3 separate regions of the Zea mays genome follow, and regions 1 and 3 are each linked to region 2. Evidence: chromatin contacts called from public Hi-C data. All regions are on one chromosome and are shown on one strand. Each heading gives the region's core, a stretch centred on a gene start, on an enhancer-like site or on the middle of the called end of the contact. The rest is flanking DNA. Distances are from core to core; before and after follow the strand shown.

Region 1 (2,906 bases), core at 29-2,528, 130 kb before region 2:
GCTAGCCGTTGGGCTCGCTAGCCCGACTGTCAGAGTGTGCACCGAACAGTCCGGTGCCCTTAAGACAGAAACCCTAACTTCTTTTTCCTTTTGTTTTTTTGAAACGGTTTCCGTTCTAACTCATGAGTGTGTTATAGAGTGACACCTAACACTGGATGTGAGTGTGAATATGCACCAACTCTATACTAGCATTCTCTTGATCAAACTACTCATCCACAACCCCTCTTTATAGTACGACTAAAATAAAATAGAAGACCTAATTCTATACCGAGTGTCCGCAACTCCTTCGACACTCGGAATACGAAGATCTTCATCTTTTGATTCGTCGTTTCAGCCGTCGCTTAAGTTCTCATCTCAGAGATTGTTTTCACCGTTGTAGTACAACTTCCTGTAATGCGACCTAACTTACCATTTGCTCTGCAAAACACACGTTAGTCACATATAATATTACGTTGTCATTAATCACTAAAACCAACCAGGGGCCTAGATGCTTTCATAGTGTTTGGTTCTAGAGTATGGTGGGATGAAGCCATTATGTTCTCAGTTTGTTGTTGCTTGAATTGGTTACATGTAGGATAGAGTGACTCAAAAAAGGAAAAAATATGCTTAAATGTCGAACCATCCAACTCTTCAAAACCTTTTGGACGGAGCCGCTATCTAGAATGAAGCCGTTCCATACCAACTAACTTCGCAAAACACTACATACCTATTTGGGAACTTTGTTTTTCAAAACCGCAGTTTATAATACCACCATTTACTGTATACCATGACATAACTATAGTATTTTTTTACATCAGTCCAACCCAATACATGTTTGGAGACAAAATATTTCAGTTGAAGTGTAGGAGGAGAGAAGACTACAACTGCGTGCAAGCCAAAAACTTTGGTCTGGACTAATTTTTTTTTTACCCAAAAAATATTATGGTTTTGGTAAAACCATAGTTCAAAATACAAAGTTTTTATATGTGCTTGAAACACATCTGATCTAAAATACCATAATATACTCAAATACCATGATATTGTCTAGTAATGTGTTGCCAAAGAGGCCCTACCTAAGTTTACGACTGCAGAGGTCGGCCAGCTCGAAGGAACGAAACCATATAACGACCTACAATAGCCCGACTTAATCACAATCCAAAAACCTGAGCCCATAGAACAGAAATGGCCTGGAAAGGAGAATGAAACAATCTCAGCCCAGCCTACTATCATCCAGCCGCGACGCCGTCTCCGCGCCGCCTATATAAAGACCCCACTCCACTAGGGTTTCTCGTCGGTAGCCGTCGGTTCACTTCTCCAGGTAAGGTAAGCCAGCCCCGCGCCGCCGCCGCCGCCGCCGCGATCTGAAACCTACTTTCTCTCCTTGCGTATGCCCTCATCCTCGCTTCTTTGTTTGGCGCACAGGAAAGGGTTCGTACTCATGGCGCCGCCGCAGCCAAAGTCGGGCCTTTTCGTTGGCATCAACAAGGGTCATGTCGTCACCAAGCGCGAGCTGCCTCCCCGCCCGTGCCACCGCAAGGGGGTAAGCCAACCTTCAGCCTTTTGCTGGTCATCATTTTGATATCGCGGGTGGTATTGGTGGTGTGATTAAGTGTTAGATGTTGTGGGGTTTAGGATGCAGAGAAGCAGATATCTTACTAGTTGATAAACTGTGCGGTGAAAGTCTTTATACGGTTGTGTAGGTTTGGTTTTAAGTCTTGTCCTTGTTCATTTCTACAACTCAACAAAACACAATTCGACGGATCTGCAATGATAGTGTAGGAGTTCCACTGTACTTCATGCGGATGGAAGGTTTGTTTGCTGTGAATAGTGTTAGGCATGTTGGTCTACAGGTTCGAAGAACCGCAAGTTTATTATAGATGTATGTTTTGTTTTAAGTAGAACTTTTTCCTATGTGATCATTGTTTCTACTTGGAAATATTTGGTTTTTCTACGCTCTATATTTGGTTTTATTTATTAATCTTGTAAAAGCCATGATTGTGTCTGTACATGTAAATGATTAGCACAAGTATGCGGTAGATTTACATATCTTTGCACTTGATTGTTTTCTGTGTCCTTCATTCCAAGTTATTTTGTTGTTCAGAAATCAACGAAGAGGGTGTCTATGGTCAGGGGCCTGATCAGAGAGGTTGCTGGGTTTGCTCCTTATGAGAAGCGTATCACTGAGCTTCTGAAGGTTGGCAAGGACAAGCGTGCCCTGAAGCTTGCTAAGAGAAAGCTTGGAACTCACAAGAGGGCAAAGAAGAAGAGAGAGGAGATGGCGGGCGTCCTCAGGAAGATGAGGTTTGTAAATGTGGAACTTTATTGTGATAAAACAAAAATATTGCTTGGTAGCTTGTCTTTCAAATGCTTTGGCATGGTTAATTCATTGCCTCTGCTAATTTGTTGCATAATTATGATTAATTGTTAGCCAAATGATTTTTTCATTAATGCACATCAATCAAAGTTCTGCATATTGATTCTGCCACTTGAGTTTGTGTAGAGACTAGCGCATATTGACTGTACATACTGTGGTATACTATCCGAATCTTGTCTGATCTGCATATGTAAACACGTCTTGAATTTCTACTATCTGATCAATTATATACTTTGCCTAGTTTAAATTGACACTATCCTTGCACCATTTGTTATACTTCTAATAGTAATGAATTTTAATATTTTGAATTTTATGTTGACATTTAGTAATATTTTTGAATTTTATGTTGACATTTAGTAATATTTTTGAATTTTATGTTGACTTAATAGAAAAGATCCTTCTTTGTACGGTATAACTGTCAGTATATCTATAACTTAATTTTCTGTTGGGATCTGCAGGTCGGCTGGTACGCACACTGACAAAAAGAAATAGAGAGCATTTCAAGTTCATGGAGCTGGCTGCCAGAGATTATGTTCCAGTGTCTGATTTTCCA
Region 2 (3,216 bases), core at 294-2,793:
TGAGTCTGACAGGCAGTCAGGCCTTGCCAAAGGCGCCATAGGAAGCTCCGCTCCGCCCGACCCAGGGCTCGGACTCAGGCTCAGCCCCGGAAGACGACGAACTCCGCTCCGCCCGACCCCAGGGCTCGGACTCGGGCTAAGGCCCGGAAGGCGGCGAACTCCGCTCCGCCCGACCCCAGGGCTCGGACTCGGGCTAAGACCCGGAAGGCGGCGAACTCCGCTCCGCCCGACCCCAGGGCTCGGACTCGGGCTAAGACCCGGAAGACGACGAACTCCGCTCCGCCCGACCCCAGAGCTCGGACTCGGGCTGAGACCCGGAAGACGACGAACTCCGCTTCGCCCGACCCCAGGGCTCGGACTCCGCCCTGGCCTCTGCCGAACGACCTCCGCCTCGCCCGACCCAGGGGCTCGGCCTCGGCCTCGGCCACGGAAGACAGATTCGACCTCGGCTTCGGAGGAGCCCCCACGTCGCCCGACCTAGGGCACAGGCCCGCCACGTCAACGGGAAGCGCCATCATCATCCTACCCCGAGCCGACTCGGGTCACGAAGAACAAGACCAGTGTCCCCTCTGGCTAGCTCCGCCAGATGGGCAATGATGGCGCCCCACAAGCTCTGTGACGACGGCGGCTCTCAGCTCTCTTACGGAAGCAGGGGGACGTCAGCAAGGACTCGACCGCTCCGACAGCTGTCCATCCGCCAGGCTCCGTTGCTCCTCCGACAGCCACGACATCACGCCAGCAGGGTGCCAAGATCTCTCCGGCTGCCACATTGGCATGTACTTAGGGCGCTAGCTCTCCCTCCGCTAGACACGTAGCACTCTGCTACACCCCCATTGTACACCTGGATCCTCTCCTTACGCCTATAAAAGGAAGGACCAGGGCCTTCTTAGAGAAGGTTGGCCGCGCGGGGACGAGGACGGGACAGGCGCTCTCTTGGGGCCGCTCGCTTCCCTCACCCGCGTGGACGCTTGTAACCCCCTACTGCAAGCGCACCCGACCTGGGCGCGGGACGAACACGAAGGCCGCGGGATCTCCACCTCTCTCACGCCCGTCTCCGGACACCTCGCCTCTCCCCCCTTCGCGCTCGCCCACGCGCTCGACCCATCTGGGCTGGGGCACGCGGCACACTCACTCGTCGGCTCGAGGACCCCCCGGTCTCGAAACGCCGACACTATTCAATAACGAGACCATGCAAATCGTGGCATATATCGAAGTCTGCATGATACTGATGGTTGCAATGGAGTAGTGAAGTTAAAATAACAAAATTTATGTATGACTAGGATTACAAATGAATTATGAAATATTTTTTATAGCAATATAAGACACATTTTGTATATAAGTTATTATGTTATTATATGTTCCCGTTGCAACGTATGGGTACTCACATAGTATTTTATAAGATAAAAGTATTGTTGGAGTGCTCTAACCACTCGCTTAAGCTTTTTATAAATCTCCAGCCTGTTGCCTTCTTCCAAAGCTGCTCTCGCCCCCATAAATAAAGCAGCTCCTCCGGGGGCGGCGAACTACTCCTCGTCGCCAAAACCCTAGCCCTGCTTCTTTGCCATGGCGAGCAGCGCTAGCCAGGCGAGCCTCCTGCTCCAGAAGCAGCTCAAGGGTACGGATCCGAACGGTCTTCTGCTCTCCCCTCCTTTTTCGCCTCGATTTGCCGCGATCGGCTCCTGATATCTCGAACGTTCTTTGTTGCTTGTCACAGATCTTGCGAAGAACCCCGTGGATGGGTTCTCCGCCGGGCTTGTAGACGACAGCAACATCTTCGAGTGGCAGGTCACCATCATCGGACCGCCTGACACCCTATAGTGAGTTCGAATTTTGCCTGCTCTATACTGACTGCACAATTGCTCTTGGGATATAGATTGTATGCTTGATGGGTGCGCAAAGTCGTTTCAGGTTCAGGTTGTTTGATTTGCATGGTGTATACTGTTGGAATTCTGTGCTGTGATGTCGATCTGCAACCCATATTGATAAATTGTGGTGTCACGAGCTGATTCTGCATTTTGATGCCGATTCTATATAATTTGTGTGTCTGCCTCTGGTTCTGATTGCTTGGTCTCTATGGTGTTACATCAGAATTCTGTGTTGCGATGTTGATCCACAGCCCTTATTAATGAACTATGCTGTAACCAAGCGGATTCTGTGTCTTGATGCTGATCTGTACCACTTGTGCATAGTCATCACCGCATCTGAGTTTGGTTTCCATGGTGTACACTATGGGCATCCTGTGTTGTGAACTTGTGATATCGATTAGCAGTCTATGGTTGAATTGTAGTGTAACCAACCAGATTTCTTATTTCGATGCTGATTCATATGAGATGCTGATGAATCAAATTGCTGCCGGCATTTTCTGCAGACACCATGTACGTTTGTATGGATCTGTTATACTACTTAGCTGTGTGTTTTAGGTAGATCCATAGATGTGATCCAGTTTGTTTTCATTCAAATGCCCCATGCACCTGCAGTTGTGGTTTATTTTCTTGCAAATGTCCCACACCTACAATAATAGTTTATTTTCTGGCAAATGTTTGGCCAATTCACAGGTTGCCAAATTGATTATCAATTTTTGGCAGGGTTTTGGTGTCAAATAGGAACCAAAAGCTGTTTTTGTGATCTTGTCATACAATATAACATCACTTTGGAAAAGGTTGAGGAACTAGGTATATTTTTGAAATGAACCAGACAAAGCTTGCCGATTATATTAAAAAGGAGAAACCTAGACTGGGCAACACAATACAGGGCGCACAAACAACCTAGACAACAGCAACCCCCCACACACAATACCCATCCCGAGTCATCATTGCCAAGCTCAACACAAGTGACGAGCAGCTAACTCCTCAAGACGGGCAGCACATGGCCAACAGAAACCACAACGACGGCTACAAACACCGGCATAGGAGAAGGAAGACTGCAACACGCTGTCGTTGCCAAGCCACGAGACGTCCCACTCGAGACAACTCTGATTCTTCACCAGCAAGACTTCCAAAACCTTGATCCTCCGCCCCGCCTCCGCCAACAGCCTCAACTTCAAAGCAAACCAGCCCACAAAGGAGGGGGGCTTGCCCCACGTCATCGTTGCCGAGCCACATCCCCTGACGTAGCAGCTTTGACTCCCCGATGCAAGACCCCACCTCCACACGCAAACCGGGCCTGAAAGACAAAAGCAACCACCGATGGCGACGACGTAGCCGAGACGAACTTCAG
Region 3 (3,078 bases), core at 187-2,686, 200 kb before region 2:
TTTCAATGTGCAAAAAGAAAACTCTTGGTCCTAGAGAGCCAGGGCTTGCCCTTCGCCTCATCGTTGTCGTAACATGCGCCATATCGAGGATGGTAGCCGCAGGAGCCCCCATCTCTATTGTCTTCATAGACACACCGAGGAGAGTGGTGCTCCACTGGAGAGTTAGGCTCACATATTGATGATGGAGACAAGATCATGTTGTATGTCTTCCTGGGACAATTGTGCCCCTAGGAAGGCACTGAGGTGGCGCCACATGCACCCACTATTGAAGTCTGTGAGTTGCTTACTCCTAGAGGTTTGAGTCTCCAAGGCGTGGAGCTCTATAGCTCTCTGAGCGCCCTAGTTATGGTGTCGACGACGTCTGTGAAGCAAGGAGGCTGCACGGGGTCTCACCCGTGCACCACCCCTCGATGGTGACGATGAAGTTGTTGGTGCGACTGTCATCTCTACTTGCGGTACAAGTTTAGCACGAACTGGCAACATATATTTTTTTTTGTTTATGCAAGACAAGATAGCTTTGGCCCTTAGGGGCATGGAGAAAACATTAATCCTTTTCTTCAGCCTACTGCCAAGTGTGTGTCAGTCCTTGGATGTGATGCCATTTAAGCATAAACTTGCATCCATAGATCTATATACTAAATTCTAAAGTAGCCAAGACACATGATGTTCATTCGAACCTTCATTATTTTCTTGGAGCGCAAGAATTCCTTAACCAATGTGCAATGTGTGCCCATGACCATGGTGATGTTGACATACCTTTGTTATTTTGACTAGCTTGCTACTACGAGCACATGAGACACTTAAACTTACTCCAACAGACCAGCCAAATGGACAGCCAAAGTCATTTTGTCTGCCAACGTGGTACTGTAGCATAAGAAACTGACCTCCAATAAAGGAGCCATTTGAGCCAGCCAAAATGACGGTAGGAGAAAGAACCAGCCAATTTCACTGGTACTGTGGTGGGCAGCTATCACGTTGCTCTCTCTGACAGTATGTCTCCACAATCAACCAGTTCAACTCTACAACTATTGATGACAACGGTATAAGAGAAAATATCTCTGTTTGATACCTCGATGATATAGCTTGGCAGCCAAAAACAAAAAAGACAGCTAAATAGTCAAATGACTGCCGTATTTGCCTGGCTCCTGTTGGAGCCAGCCTTAGGCGTTGGCGCATAACACGCCGTAAATCACATACCGCCTGCTGCTTATAGTTGTCCTAATTCATGCAGTACGTTCGTTTGAATCACAGACTCACAGTGGCCAACAATCGTTGTATCTCGTCCGCGTCAAAACGTCAGGGACCCAAGCGCTTTTCGAAAGCCCAAAACCAGGCGATCCCGACTCGACTCGCACTGGCCGCAACTGCGACCGCGACGCCACCTCGCCACGCCGCCCTCGGTCGGTCACGCTCACGCGTGCGCGCACTCACCTCGTTCGCCTGCACACGCGCGCCACCTCGTCCTCCTCGCCCCGCCCCCCTCTCGTCTCGCCCCCATTGCACGGCGCGGGTGGCAGCGATCGCGCGCGGGGGAGGCCCCTAGACCTAGCTCGGGAGGGGCGCCGACCCAATGCAGGGACATGCGTACAGCCGCCTGGGTAGCTTCGGCGCCGCGGCGTTCCCGCCGCCGCCGCCTTCATCCCCGGGGCCGGCTGGGGCCGGCGCTGGCGGGGGCAGCTGGACGCCCGCGAAGGCGGGTTCGGCGAGGGGCATCCCGGGGATCGCGGCCTCAGCAGCGACGGCAGCGCGGGTGGGGGTCGCCCACCGTGGCGGCGGTGTAGCGCGGAGGGTGGCCAGGGCGGTGCTCGCGACACTGCTGCGGCGGCAGGCGGTGTTCCTCTTCGCGCCGCTGCTATACGTCGCCGCGATGCTGCTATACATGGGATCGCTCCCGCTCGACGCCGTGCCGCGGATAATCGCGCGCCAACCGCTCGGGTCGGTGTACCGCAGCCCGCAACTGTACAGGCGGCTCCGCGCCGACATGGACGCCGACAACTCCACCGGCGCGGTCAGTGTCTCCCTCCTCCGTGCACGTTTGTTGGAGCATTTTGATTTTGTTCGTGGAGCTTGCAATGTGGCGTAAATGTTTGGCCGTATTGATCACAGAATGGTCGAAGCATGATCATAAGCAGCGAGCGTAATGCTTTTGCATATGGTGGTCGAGCTGAGATGGTGTAACATGCTCTTTACATTATTTTAAATGGTGTTGATCAATCGGAACCGGCACCTGGTCGTCTTCTAATAGTGAGGAAATGGGTGACATGGACTGATGGACATGTGCTTGAACCGTGTGTTTTATATTGTTATTTACTTAGTTCATGTGATTGCTTTGTGTCACGGGATGACATGAACGACCAATTTGTCCCATCTTCTGAAACTCGGTTCGGTTGGCAGCCATGTTAGAATGTTATTTTAACATAATGGCCTGAACTCTGTCTTTGCATTAAGAAGAGTAGGATTGGCCTAGTTTATAAGGTACACCAGGCCCGAAAACCTTACAGAGACACAGATTAAAACACAGGGAAAACCCACAAATCCAGAACATAATAGCACTGACGACTAACCCACAGCAACCCAATTACACATAGACGACATGTTAGAATGTTATTGGTCCTTGTTACATTGCAAGATCACTGGTTGGTTTTGTCAAATTAGTATGTGCTATCCTGCCCTTTGCTCTTAATAAAAACAAAAAGTATAGTTTCTTTATTCATTACACCGTGCTTTCATAAGTGATGTTCATTTTACTTTCCCTCGTTGTCATAGATAATATTATTGCTCGTTTTTTTAAAAACAATAGCATTCAGAGTCTACACATATAATGGGATACTACGGAAGGGAAATCATGTGACGCCTGAAACCAGATGTGATGCATTCATGATCAAGAAGCTCCAGTTGCACTCGCACCACAAGCAAACTTCGCCTGCATTTCTGTTGTTTAAGTGCTCGGCATCTTGTTTGCTGTCATCTTCACCACCTTTTATTCATGTATCACTTATAACATACTTTTATAATGTCCTCAAATGAATCAATGTGAACCATGGTTTAACAGAGAAAACAAATGAATCTCAAATGATA

The links. A called contact is a pair of places that touch in the nucleus more often than the background predicts.
Region 1: a Hi-C map of endosperm shows a contact between it and region 2, with 2.8 times the contacts expected there. The contact joins the promoter of LOC103504721 here to the promoter of LOC542600 in region 2. A contact is called at or near these places in 3 of 25 Hi-C or Micro-C datasets (ear, endosperm and leaf).
Region 3: a contact with region 2 is called in a Hi-C map of endosperm, with 2.3 times the contacts expected there. The contact joins the promoter of LOC103630435 here to the promoter of LOC542600 in region 2. A contact is called at or near these places in 4 of 25 Hi-C or Micro-C datasets (ear, endosperm, leaf and 1 more).

What each region holds. Positions count from the first base shown.
Region 1 is chr6:162,796,658-162,799,563 of Zm-B73-REFERENCE-NAM-5.0, forward strand. LOC103504721 (60S ribosomal protein L36-like) reads left to right here and starts at 1,279. Exons shown (of 4, transcript NM_001297629.1): 1 at 1,279-1,297; 2 at 1,402-1,519; 3 at 2,081-2,280; 4 at 2,812-2,906. The coding sequence starts at 1,418. The coding sequence ends at 2,845.
Region 2 is chr6:162,927,888-162,931,103 of Zm-B73-REFERENCE-NAM-5.0, forward strand. It overlaps LOC542600 (ubiquitin-conjugating enzyme protein E2), which reads left to right and starts at 1,544. Exons shown (of 6, transcript NM_001112135.1): 1 at 1,544-1,615; 2 at 1,715-1,817. The coding sequence starts at 1,564.
Region 3 is chr6:162,727,704-162,730,781 of Zm-B73-REFERENCE-NAM-5.0, forward strand. LOC103630435 reads left to right here and starts at 1,437. Exons shown (of 10, transcript XM_008651490.4): 1 at 1,437-2,008. The coding sequence starts at 1,571.